Regions from separate parts of the Mus musculus genome. Here region 2 is linked to region 1. A link is a contact called in public Hi-C data. All regions are on one chromosome and are shown on one strand. The core of a region is the stretch at or near the end of the contact, and the rest is flanking DNA. Distances in the headings are between cores, read along the strand shown.

The links. Hi-C and Micro-C count contacts between places; a contact is called where the count stands out from the background.
Region 2: a contact with region 1 is called in a Hi-C map of the N1E-115 cell line, with 1.8 times the contacts expected there. The contact joins two enhancer-like sites. A contact is called at or near these places in 1 of 39 promoter capture datasets (the 3T3-L1 cell line) and 1 of 484 Hi-C or Micro-C datasets (the N1E-115 cell line).

Annotation. Positions count from the first base shown.
Region 1 is chr2:60,514,599-60,519,482 of GRCm38.p6, forward strand. It overlaps Pla2r1 (phospholipase A2 receptor 1), which reads right to left. Exons shown (of 30, transcript NM_008867.2): 5 at 989-1,102; 6 at 308-448. Among named protein-coding and RNA genes, the nearest start is that of Gm13583, 34 kb to the right of the region's middle. Within about 2 kb of position 2,228, at least 12 of the 459 cell types and tissues checked have an H3K27ac peak or open chromatin away from gene starts, as enhancers often do. A contact at or near this core is called in the N1E-115 cell line, where this site is marked.
Region 2 is chr2:60,711,717-60,717,280 of GRCm38.p6, forward strand. It overlaps Gm33436 (a long non-coding RNA gene), which reads left to right. Exons shown (of 3, transcript XR_374559.3): 3 at 5,514-5,564. It also overlaps a transcript of Itgb6 not described here. Among named protein-coding and RNA genes, the nearest start is that of Gm33436, 22 kb to the left of the region's middle. Within about 2 kb of position 2,240, at least 45 of the 459 cell types and tissues checked have an H3K27ac peak or open chromatin away from gene starts, as enhancers often do. A contact at or near this core is called in the N1E-115 cell line, where this site is marked.

The DNA.
Region 1 (4,884 bases), core at 978-3,477:
AGTTTGAGGAATCCCTCAAATAAAACTCAAAACTATACAAGAAAGCACACGTTGGTTTTCTGATATGGATTGATGGAAGAGCAAGGACAGGAATGTTGACTCGGCTAATGTCCTTTTGCTCTGGTTTTGAGCATTTGTGGTAGGCATGGTACTTCAGGATGGCCGGGGTCACTTACACATTTTTATTCACATAGCCACCAACCTGAATTTTCCAAGCCCTAATTATGAATTATTTACAAAAACAGAGAAATTTGAAGGCGTGGAGGGGACATGTCAACAACCAAAGGATGACTGGAGGAGCACTTACCCAGGATTCCCTGCGCAGTGTGGTTTAGATCCCGTTTGCATATATAAGGCAAGGTGGACTCGCAGTCCCTGCTCCTCCAGGCAGCTGAAACAACCTCCAGGGTTCCACAGTGATGCTCAACAAATGGCCCAGGAGTTATCTCTGAAAATCAATACACACAGAAATGCTTGCAGCACAGAAGGTAGCCCTTCTCTTTGCCTCTGTAGCGCCCCCTACAGGACACTCACTATAATTGTCTGTGATTTTGAAGTTCAAGTCTAGATCTGACTAGAGAACTACTTTGGTTGTATCAAAGCAGAGGAAATATTTTGCAATTTGTTGCTATTTTGAAAATGGCAGTCTATCTTTGACATCCCCCCCCTCCCATAGCCCCAGGATGTTAGCTAAATAGATTATCTTTCTGGCTTCTGCCTTCTACAAAACTCGCCTTGTAGGAAGCCAGGAAGAATAAAACAGTATTTATAAACCCCTAGGTGTGGTGGCATACACCTGCAATCCCAGCACTTGAGAGGTCAAGGCAGAAGAACTGAGAGGTCTAGGCTTGCTTGGGTAACACAGGAGAACCTGACCCAAGGAGGTAAACATTAACCTCTCTCAGAATAAAATATTTTTGTGGGACTGCAATGTCTAAGTCTGCAGCATATCCCAGCATGTTGAAGGTAGATAAGGTGCTGCGGGTACCTTGGCTCCAGTTCAGGTAGCTGAGTGGTGTTCCATCAGACCACTGCCAGCCAGCCTTCTCATCCAGCTGGTTCAAACCAATCCACACTTCCTTGACTACCTTGCTCAAGTGCTCTGAAAAGAAAATCACGGCATTTCAACAGGAAAGCGAATAGACAACACTAAAAGAAAGTCAAACTCGATGCTTCACTGCTTTCTTGAACTATTTCGTCGTGTCATAAAGCCATAGGTAATGCCAGACTATGATAGAAACAGATGCCATGACCCCTTTGCTGGGGCTTTGGTGAGACAAAGCAGGGCTCTGAAGAATTACTGACAGCAATGAGCAATGTCACGCTCTGGTCTATCCGAAGGCGCTCTGTTTGGAATGTGAGGCTCTCCCACTTCCTCCAGCTCACACACTTCCAGTTTTAGACTTTGGAGGCAGAGATGACCATGGCCACGCCCACAGAGTGAATGGAAGCAAGCGCTCACACTGGGGTGAACTGAAGACGAAGCAGAGCTGCTGAAGGAAAGCATCAGAGAGCAGGAGCCCAGTGTTCTGAGGCTCAGCACGGGGGACCCAGCCTGGGGGCCCACACACTTGAGAAGAGGATTTTTGTGGTTCTGTGGTCCCTGCTTCTAAACACGGCACAGCACGGCAGCATCTCCCCAGTTAATCCAATCCTGTGCCTTTAACAGATACTGTAGAAAACAGGACTAACATGCTAACACAGAGCAATGTGCCCAACGAAATTGTATAATTATGGTTTTTCTATTAATGTGCCTAAGTTGAAAATAAGTGGTTTTTTTCTAGTATGAATGTGTACTACTTGTACAATAAAATTTTCAGTGAAAATGGCTAATTCTGTGGTCCTCTCAGATATTGCTGTTTTGACATATCTTCTGTAAAGGAGAGCACCGCTTTCTTCTGATTCATGTGCTTCAGATAATCTCACCCACTCCCTTCCTCACCTTCTCTTCCCTTTCTCTCTCCTTGCCTCTCTTTTTATCACTGTCTCTCCATGTATCTCTCTGCCTATCTCTTTGTTTCTATCTCTTTTTGTGTTTCTCTGTGTGTGTCTATCCTTGTTCTCTTTGTCTTTGTTTCTATTGTGTTTCTCTCTCTCTCTCTCTCTCTCTCTCTCTCTCTCTCTCTCTCTGTCTGTCTTCTTTCTAAATGCAGGGACCTAGCCTAAAGTTGCAGGCAGATTATATCCAGAGAGTGCGTGTCTGGGCTTGTTTCCTTCCTATCATTTCAGCCTGTTTACTCTCCCAGGCTCCTCAGTTTGGCTGTGTGGTTATCAGGACAAGGACTCTGTGTATTCACATGTTAAGTCTGCTGCTCAACAATTAAGTTAAAGTCAGCAATTAAGTCCTCAACCATTGGACATTTCAATACACAGTGGAAGTTTGATGAGGCTGGACACTTAAAAAAAAAGGTAAAAGGTGCTCTAACACTAAATAGAACATATTATATATGAACTCCATATCCAAGTTTTTGTGACATTATATCCAGTCTCTTTTTAAGTTAACCTTCCCATGAGGCCAGGGTAGATTGGAAGATTCACTGATAGGACATGGAGAAGTGATATTGTAAATAACATAATTCACATATTAATTATTCTTAGAATTACTCTATGTACTCAAAATCATGCAATTGTGCTTACTAAAACATATAGAAGGATCATACAATGTGTAATTAGTGTTTAAAAGTACACACACAGAAACAAAAACAAAAACAAAATATCACCCAACAAAACAGTCAGACAAAATATAAACCCAACCCTTCTCCCCTAGTCTACTTACCTTTTTAACTAAGTTTACCCTTAGCACATGAATACAAACTCAGGACTAAATTCTTTTGGATGTTTCTTGTCATTTGTGACAGCCTAGATAATTCTTCATCTCACAATTTGGTGACTAGCTAGAGATATTAGACTCCTTTCACCACTAAAAATACTTTGGTTAGGACAGTTTCTGTCTTTCTGAATAGACTTCTATTTTCCCAAACAAGCCCGAAAGCCTAATTATAGAATTGAAATGTTTAAATAAAAGCCATTGACATATCTTATTTTTTTTAAATTGCTATTCAAGCTTGATGAATAGGTACAAATTCTCCCATGAGAAACCATGGCAGTTAAGATAGATAACAACTGTAATTCATAAATGGTGTGCAAGCTTTTGCACAAGACTCATTACACATTAGTAATGATTTGGGAAATTGTCATTTTATTCCAAGAAGATTCATTCAAATTAGTTTTGACGATAATTCCCCACTTGTGCAGAGCTGTGGAGGAAGGTTGAACAGGCACTGTGCATCCATTTATCTCAGTCCTTCTGGACGATGTCTCTGCCTTTGTAAAGCTGTAAGTCCGCCTCTTTCACCATCCAGTGAACCTCATTATAAGAATACAGACAAAGTAACTGGGACACAGCACATGTATGTGTGGGAATGGTTGGCAACAGCGATAAACAAATATCAAAGTAATTTTATCTGCCTACTCCAAAGGCAGATTGAGAGAGTGACATGTTACTACAAGTTACACTGCTCAGTAATAATTAAAATGAGATGCAGGCCGGAGAAGATGTCTCGGTGAGTAAGAGTGCTCATTCTGCAAGCATGAGGGCCTGAGGTTGCCTTCCCAGAACCCACATCAGAAGCTGGACATGTCTAGTAAGCTCGTGACCTCAACATTTTGGGGCAAATATAGGAAGACTCCAGGATCTCACTGGCCAGCTAACCTAGCTGAGCCTGTGAAACGCTGGTTCAGTGAAAGACTCTGTCTCAGGAGAGTAAGGCAGGGAGGAATGCAGAAAGGCACCTGCCATCTGGGTCTGCTCTCCAACAGTGTGTGCAGGGATGCATCAGCATACTCACATATATACATCACACACACACACACACACACACACACACACACACACACACACACACGTATCCCACAACACAGAACTATATATCCATCTTTACAAACAGGAATACATACAGGTAAATTAAATAAGCAGATTATAAAATTATGCACACAGCTGTTAAGTGGTCAGCCCACACCATTTGTTATGCACACCAGACAGTTTCCTAAGGCTTCCTCTGTATTATAAGATACATTGTATACCACCAACTAGTTACTATCATGATTTCCACTTCCTAAGGGGGAAGTTGAACTGTCAAGAGGCTAACTCACTTCTTGAGTAACCCTGCAAGCAGTGGTGGTGGTGGCAGGACTCGGACACAGAGAGGAGTCTCTCTCTTCTGTCTGTCCGTGTACTGGAAAGTACCTTGGACTACACAGGCTCCTTGTTTTTTTATACTGTACTGATCTCTATAGATACTACTGGTTAGGTCTTATTTGTTGTAGTTACCAATCTGACACAAGCCAGAGTCATCTGAAAAGGGGGAGATCTCAACTGAGAACATTCCTCCATTAGATTGTTGTAGGGCATTCTCTGGATTCATCATTGATGTGGGAGGGTCCAGCCCAATGTGAGTGGTGGCACCCCTGGGCAGATGGTGTTCAGTGGTATATGAAAGCAGGCTAAACAAAGCCAGGAAGCAGCACTCCTCCATGACTTGGGCTTCAGTTCCCTCTCTAAGTTCCTGCCCTGACTTCCCTCAGTGATGACTACCTGTAAGTGTACAAGGAAATAAACCCATAAACCCTCTCCTCTCCTTACTCTTAGTCACGGGGTTTACCTCAGCAGCCACTGCAGTATGTCTGCACGCATATTTACTTACTTTGGCAGAGCATGGCTAGCCCTAAATTGTAGAACTATGGCAGATATTTTTCTCCATTTGCTTTCCTTTTTGTATGGCTGAACTTCAAAGGCTAAAATTACTACAGATGAATTTGAGAAAAAAAAAATTGTGCCCGAAACTCAATCAAATCAGTTGAATTTGATAGTTCTTAATGTTTCTA
Region 2 (5,564 bases), core at 990-3,489, 200 kb after region 1:
GTGGATAAGACAGCTTTTTCCTCTCAAGGGTGTGTTTCTCCTGGTACTCTGGTCTTGCTTCCTCATCGTTCAGCATCACAGAGCCTTCGTACTCAGGACACCTGGCTCTTCTGTTGCCCTGCCTTAAGGCACTGCCTGAGACCAGGGACTGCCTGTTCAGTCATTACACCTAGCACTTAGCACACCGCCCTGCACATAGATCAGGGGATGAGTGACTTGCAGGGTTTATCCACACATAGCAGGGCTCTCTTACAGATAATGGGTGAATTTAGATACACAAGACACACAGAGGCCTGTGGGGTAGTGGTGGTGGTTGTTTTGTTGTTGTTTGTCCGGTGTTTTGGGTTTGTTTGTTTTGTTTTGTTTTAAAGTATTGGCTCATCCAATTCTTGAGGCTGGCCAATCCAAACTCCTTAGGGGCCTAGAAAGCTTGGAATACCAGGGCTAGTGCTATGGATTTGAGTCTGGATTTCTTTTTTTGCTTTAAAGGCCTGAGCTGATTGAAGGAATGTGAGCCAGCCAGGCTATCAAGAGCAATCTTTAAAACTAGCTGATAGCAGATGTCAGTAACAGCTACACAGTACCTCTCAGGAATATCTGGATCAGGGTTTAAAGAAATAACTGGGTGTTCTGGCCCAGCCGAGTGAACACATTAAGCTAAGAATCATGCCCTGTGTCACAAAAAACACTACCAACAAACAGCCCAGTCCTGAGCAGATACCACACCAAAGTGCTAAGGAACAGAATAACAGGGCTCACACCATGCCACTTCCAGCATCCTGCGGGCCATCAGAACACCACCAGCACCTTCCTCCACCTCTCTCAACACCCACCCCTCACACACAGAGACTTCTCTAATCGGAGAAACAGTCCAGTAGACAGAGCATGTTACAAACTTCTATTTTGGATGAGATGAGTAACTTAAGAACACATCTGAGGTCGGCCAGGTTAACCTTCAACCTTAGTTGCCTGCAGAAAGAGTTTAAAATACTTTCAATAACTGGGCTGTGAAATGACCCAAGTGTCTTTTTGACTACATATGTCAAAACACCCCAGGCAATTTGGGTCGTTGGGGAAAACCGTGCAAGACAGCTACTCGCCTCATTGTCAGAGGGTTCCAAATGCCAATCAAATACCCTGGTCAGTCTAGATCTAGCTTTGAGGTCCTTTGGATAAATTCCTCCAAGAAACTGATGGAGAAGACAGATAAGTGTTTTGGCTCTGGGTTGTCTGCTGCCTTGGTGGTGATAAATATGCTCCGGCTGGGCTTGGGCTGAGTTAGGCGCAGTCTATTTCTAGAGTGGTAACATTGTATCCTGGTTGTTTCCCCAGCAGGTGCACGTGGACAGAAAGCATCTGTTCCCTTGAACAGCACTGGTGGCTTTTCTGAGGTTACTGTCCTTCCGTGCTCTTCCCAACATTATGTGTGCTCTAATAAAAGACTGGCCTCCTGGCCACAGTGCTCACCCAACAGTCGTATTACTGCATTTGTACACCTCTTGTTCTCTAGTTCAAATCATACAGGCAGATGCCAGTGTCCCTGCATTTCTACACCACATGGTCAGAGCCATAAACAAGACTCCAAAGCTGGGCCTGGAGTCTGATGCTGCATCTGCTGCTGGGTTTGGGGACCCAGAGAAGCTGAGGAGGGCTAACAGAAAAGCAGTGTGGCTGTGTGTCTGCCCTGTCTGTCAGTGTCTGAGTAGTGGGAAAACTGCTTCAAACCTGTCTAGAAAGACACCCCTGTATTTCAGGAGGCTGGGATCCAAAGGCTCACAGAAAAAAAAAATACTATTTGTACCTTACCTGCTTCCACATTGCTTCCTGTTGATGTTGTGGGCATTTATTACCTTGCAACTGAAAAGGACCCTAGCTTTTAGTATCAATATATCACTGTGAATTTAAGTTATAAACTAGAAACACAATGTATTTATTATCAGTGTTACACTGCAAGAGAACTCACTGGCCCTAACATGGGAGTATCTCTTGACCCACTACACATACTCTTTAAGAGAGTAGGTGACTCAGAGCTTTCAACTATTGTGGTAGCTAGTGTTTGAAAGATCTACCTGTGGGGGGGGGGCACCCCCCCCCCCCCCAGAGCACTATTAACCTCTTGATAACTCTGTGTTAGAAAATCTAGCATATGACCACACTTCTGCCCGATTGGGGCTGGGGTGGGTGTTAGATGGTAGTGGCCATCTGAGTGTACAGTTGCCAACGAGATGATGTAGCCAGGGGCTGACACAGTACTTAATTACCATGGGGGAGCTGCAGCTGGCTGGAGCAGCCGTGAGTTGGCATCTGCTTTTGCAGCGCACGATTTTCTGCAAATAATTAACCAGCAGAACTCTTGATTCTCTCTAATTAATGAAGAGGAAGCCTGGAATCTTCAAAGTCCACAAATGTCATGCTGCCATTGTGCCAGGATTGATCTTCTTTGTTCTAGACCGAAAAGCATGCCTCTGCTGCCTCGCCTAATTTTTTTTATAAATTGAATTTTCCTATTACTCGTTGTGACAGCCAGGGAACATGACTTCAGAAATTCACCCGCAGTTCATGCCAGTATTAGAAGCCTGAATAATAATAATTTTTTAAAAGAACCATAATGGAACGGGCTTTCTGTCTCTGACCCAGAATTAATCACAGGGAAGAGACACTGAAAGGAGCTCATTAATTAGTGCTAATGCATCTTGCTAGGTGAAGGCTGAGTTCTTGGGAGTCTGCAGGGGAACGAGGGGACTCATCTTCTCTGGCCATCTCTATGCTGAGATCCACGGGGATGCGATAAAGGGACTTTGCTCCTGGGAGACAGAGATGTGTGACAAGGGGACACAGCAGAGTTAAGCGGGAACTGACCAAGACTAACAATCCTGAGTTACTTCCAGGAAGGAAGCAGAAGTGGCTGTTATCAATGCAAGTGATCTTGTGGTCTCATCTGAACTACAATGAAATTCACCACAAATGCCAAAGTGGAGCCCTGTTAAACCCTAGGTCGGGTTGTGTCACTGTGTGTTCCTAGAGCCCTGGAGAAGAATGCAGACTTTATACATCAGTCTCCGAGGGCCTACCCGTCTGGCCACTGTTCTCTCAAAACCCTCATTTTTCTGTCTTTGTCCATTAACCCTTTGCGTTTCCTGTGCATCAGGGCCTCTGCACTGGCTAAGTGAAATATTCCCCAGCCACGGGCATTCTCTACCTTTTACCCGTTGCTTAGAAGTCACTTTAATGAGCATATGCCCTGTAAAGGAGAGTCCTCTCCCCATTCCTGTCCTGCTGTGTGTTCCTCTCTCGTTCTGTAGCTCACCCTGTATTCCCCTTATTTATCGTGTCTATTGTTCAGCCTCAGCCTCCTCCCTTTAGACTGCAAACTCCCAAGCCAAGATTCACATCTGTTTTGTTTGCTGCTGTATTCCCAGAACCTAAGACACAATTGCCAGTTCAGTAAGTATTCACAGAGTGGAGGAGTTGGCTGGCACACTTCAGAGTATCTGAGGTCTGTGTGAAGCCTGTGCGTGTTAACCCCGCGTGCACGCACAAGCACCTTGTGAAGGCTGCCCAAACGATGAATGGAGCATTTTTGTTTCCTTTGGCTACCAAATGCATTAAAGCACACCATGTGCTCTGCATTAAATGGTACTTGGAGTGGTTTGCCTTTCCCAGTGGCTTCTGGTAGGAAGGGTAAGACTAATGAGGCTATTCTAGAGTAAGGTTCCTCAGCAATGTCGCTAAGGGTGCATACTCTTCTTCCTCAGTCCTCAGAGTGAAGGGCTTTAGGGAGTGATGCTCAGGGATGTGACAGGAAGAGTGGGGGAGGGATAGAGAGACAGAGAGGGGGAGGGGGAGAGAGGGAGGGGAGGAGGAGGGGGAGAGAGGGGGAGAGGGAGGGGAGGGGGTAGGGGAGAGAGAGAAGATGCATTCAAAGGCATTTAGGAGGATCATGTACCAGTGTCCCGGCCAGGCTCCTGCAGAGTGCTTTGGGTAGAGATGCAGGAAGGGCAGCATTGCCTGCTACCTCCATGCCAAGCCCCCATAGATTCCCTTCCTATATCCTTTCTATTGAAGAATGCCAGGCAAGCCCTGGCGTATGCCTATACGTTTCTAAGAGTTCAATAAAAACCTGGTCCAAGCCGAAGCGTACACAGACAAGGGCCCTGAGAGGCAGAGCTAAGCTGCCGTGCTCTGTGCTCTGCTTCAGGTTGTCTGTCAAATGAGTAAGCCTGAGCCGAGGAGAGTCACCAGCCAGCTGCTGCTGAGGTTGCGGGTGGGGAGGAGATGTTGTCGCTACACCCAGGCTCTAGCCCTGAGTCTGCAGATGCTCGTGGGGTCACTCCGGCCAGTCCTCTCCTGCGTCGTGATATCACTGTGGTTTAGATATGGTTGTCCCAATCTAAACTCAGGTTAAAGTTTTGTTGTCAGCATACTGGTATAGAGAGGCGGTGGGGGCCTTAAAGAGAGGTGGTCAGGTCACAGGGCACTACTGTCTCGAAGGGATTAAAGTGGGTCCTAAGAATTCACCAGTCATCTTGGGTAGGCAGTTGCAAAGTCGGTGGTGATGCTGTCTGTGCCCTACCTTCCCCGCCTTGTGTCAGTTTAAGTGACATGTTTGGAACATCGTGAGAGCCTCACAAGAAGCTAAACAGATATCCACAGCATCTGTTTGGACTTCCAGAAGTAGGAGTCAAAATCAACTTCTTTCCTTTATAGATTGCTTGCCTCCAGCTATTCTGTTAGAGCAATGAGCCACAGGCTAGAGCCCCATATCTAATTCAGCCATTTGAAATTAATTTCTTATTTCTATTTATGCATATATGCCTGTGTTAATTTAAACACATGATGTGCATGCATATTCTGGACAGGCCAGAGGGGGGTCAAATCCCCTGGAAGTAGAGTTATAGGCACTTGTGAACCATCTCATGTGGGCACTAGGGACCTTGGGTTCTCTGGCAGAGCAGTAACTGTGTGCTATTAACTGCTGAGCCATCTCTTTAGCCCTCAGCCCTGTTAATATCTTACAAGAGATTTGCACCTTTTTTCTTAATGAATAACTTTCCTTAATTTGAGAAAAAGAAGGAAAGGGCCCCATAGGTCAAGGTACTTGCCTAGTTTCACACAGTCATTAAAAGGTAGGACCTAGACCTGGACCCAGCCCACAGATGCAGCTTTTTTCACAATATCCTTTGGTCAGAAGGCCCCTGTGATAGTTCCTTTTGGAGTCATAAGTAATTGTTCTCAGGAGGGGAAAAGGACACTACAGTGGGTACAATTACAATCCGTACACTGGATCGTTACTAAAATTGCCTCTCAGAATTAGAGGATGTTCAGAGGTCGGAGCTGAGACCCTGGGGTAAGCCTCCCTGACATACAAGTCTGAATTAGATGCCCAAATTTCTAATCCCAAGTCTATTTGAAGCTTTGCCCCACAGTTAAGTTAGGCAGAATGCCCTGGTTCTAAATAGCAAAATTGACCTTTCCTCCTAGACTTGAGCCCTGAACCCTGAAATTTCTTCCAGACTGCAGCTCCCCTTGAAGCAGTCAACGGATGCTCCTGCAGATGTCTGACT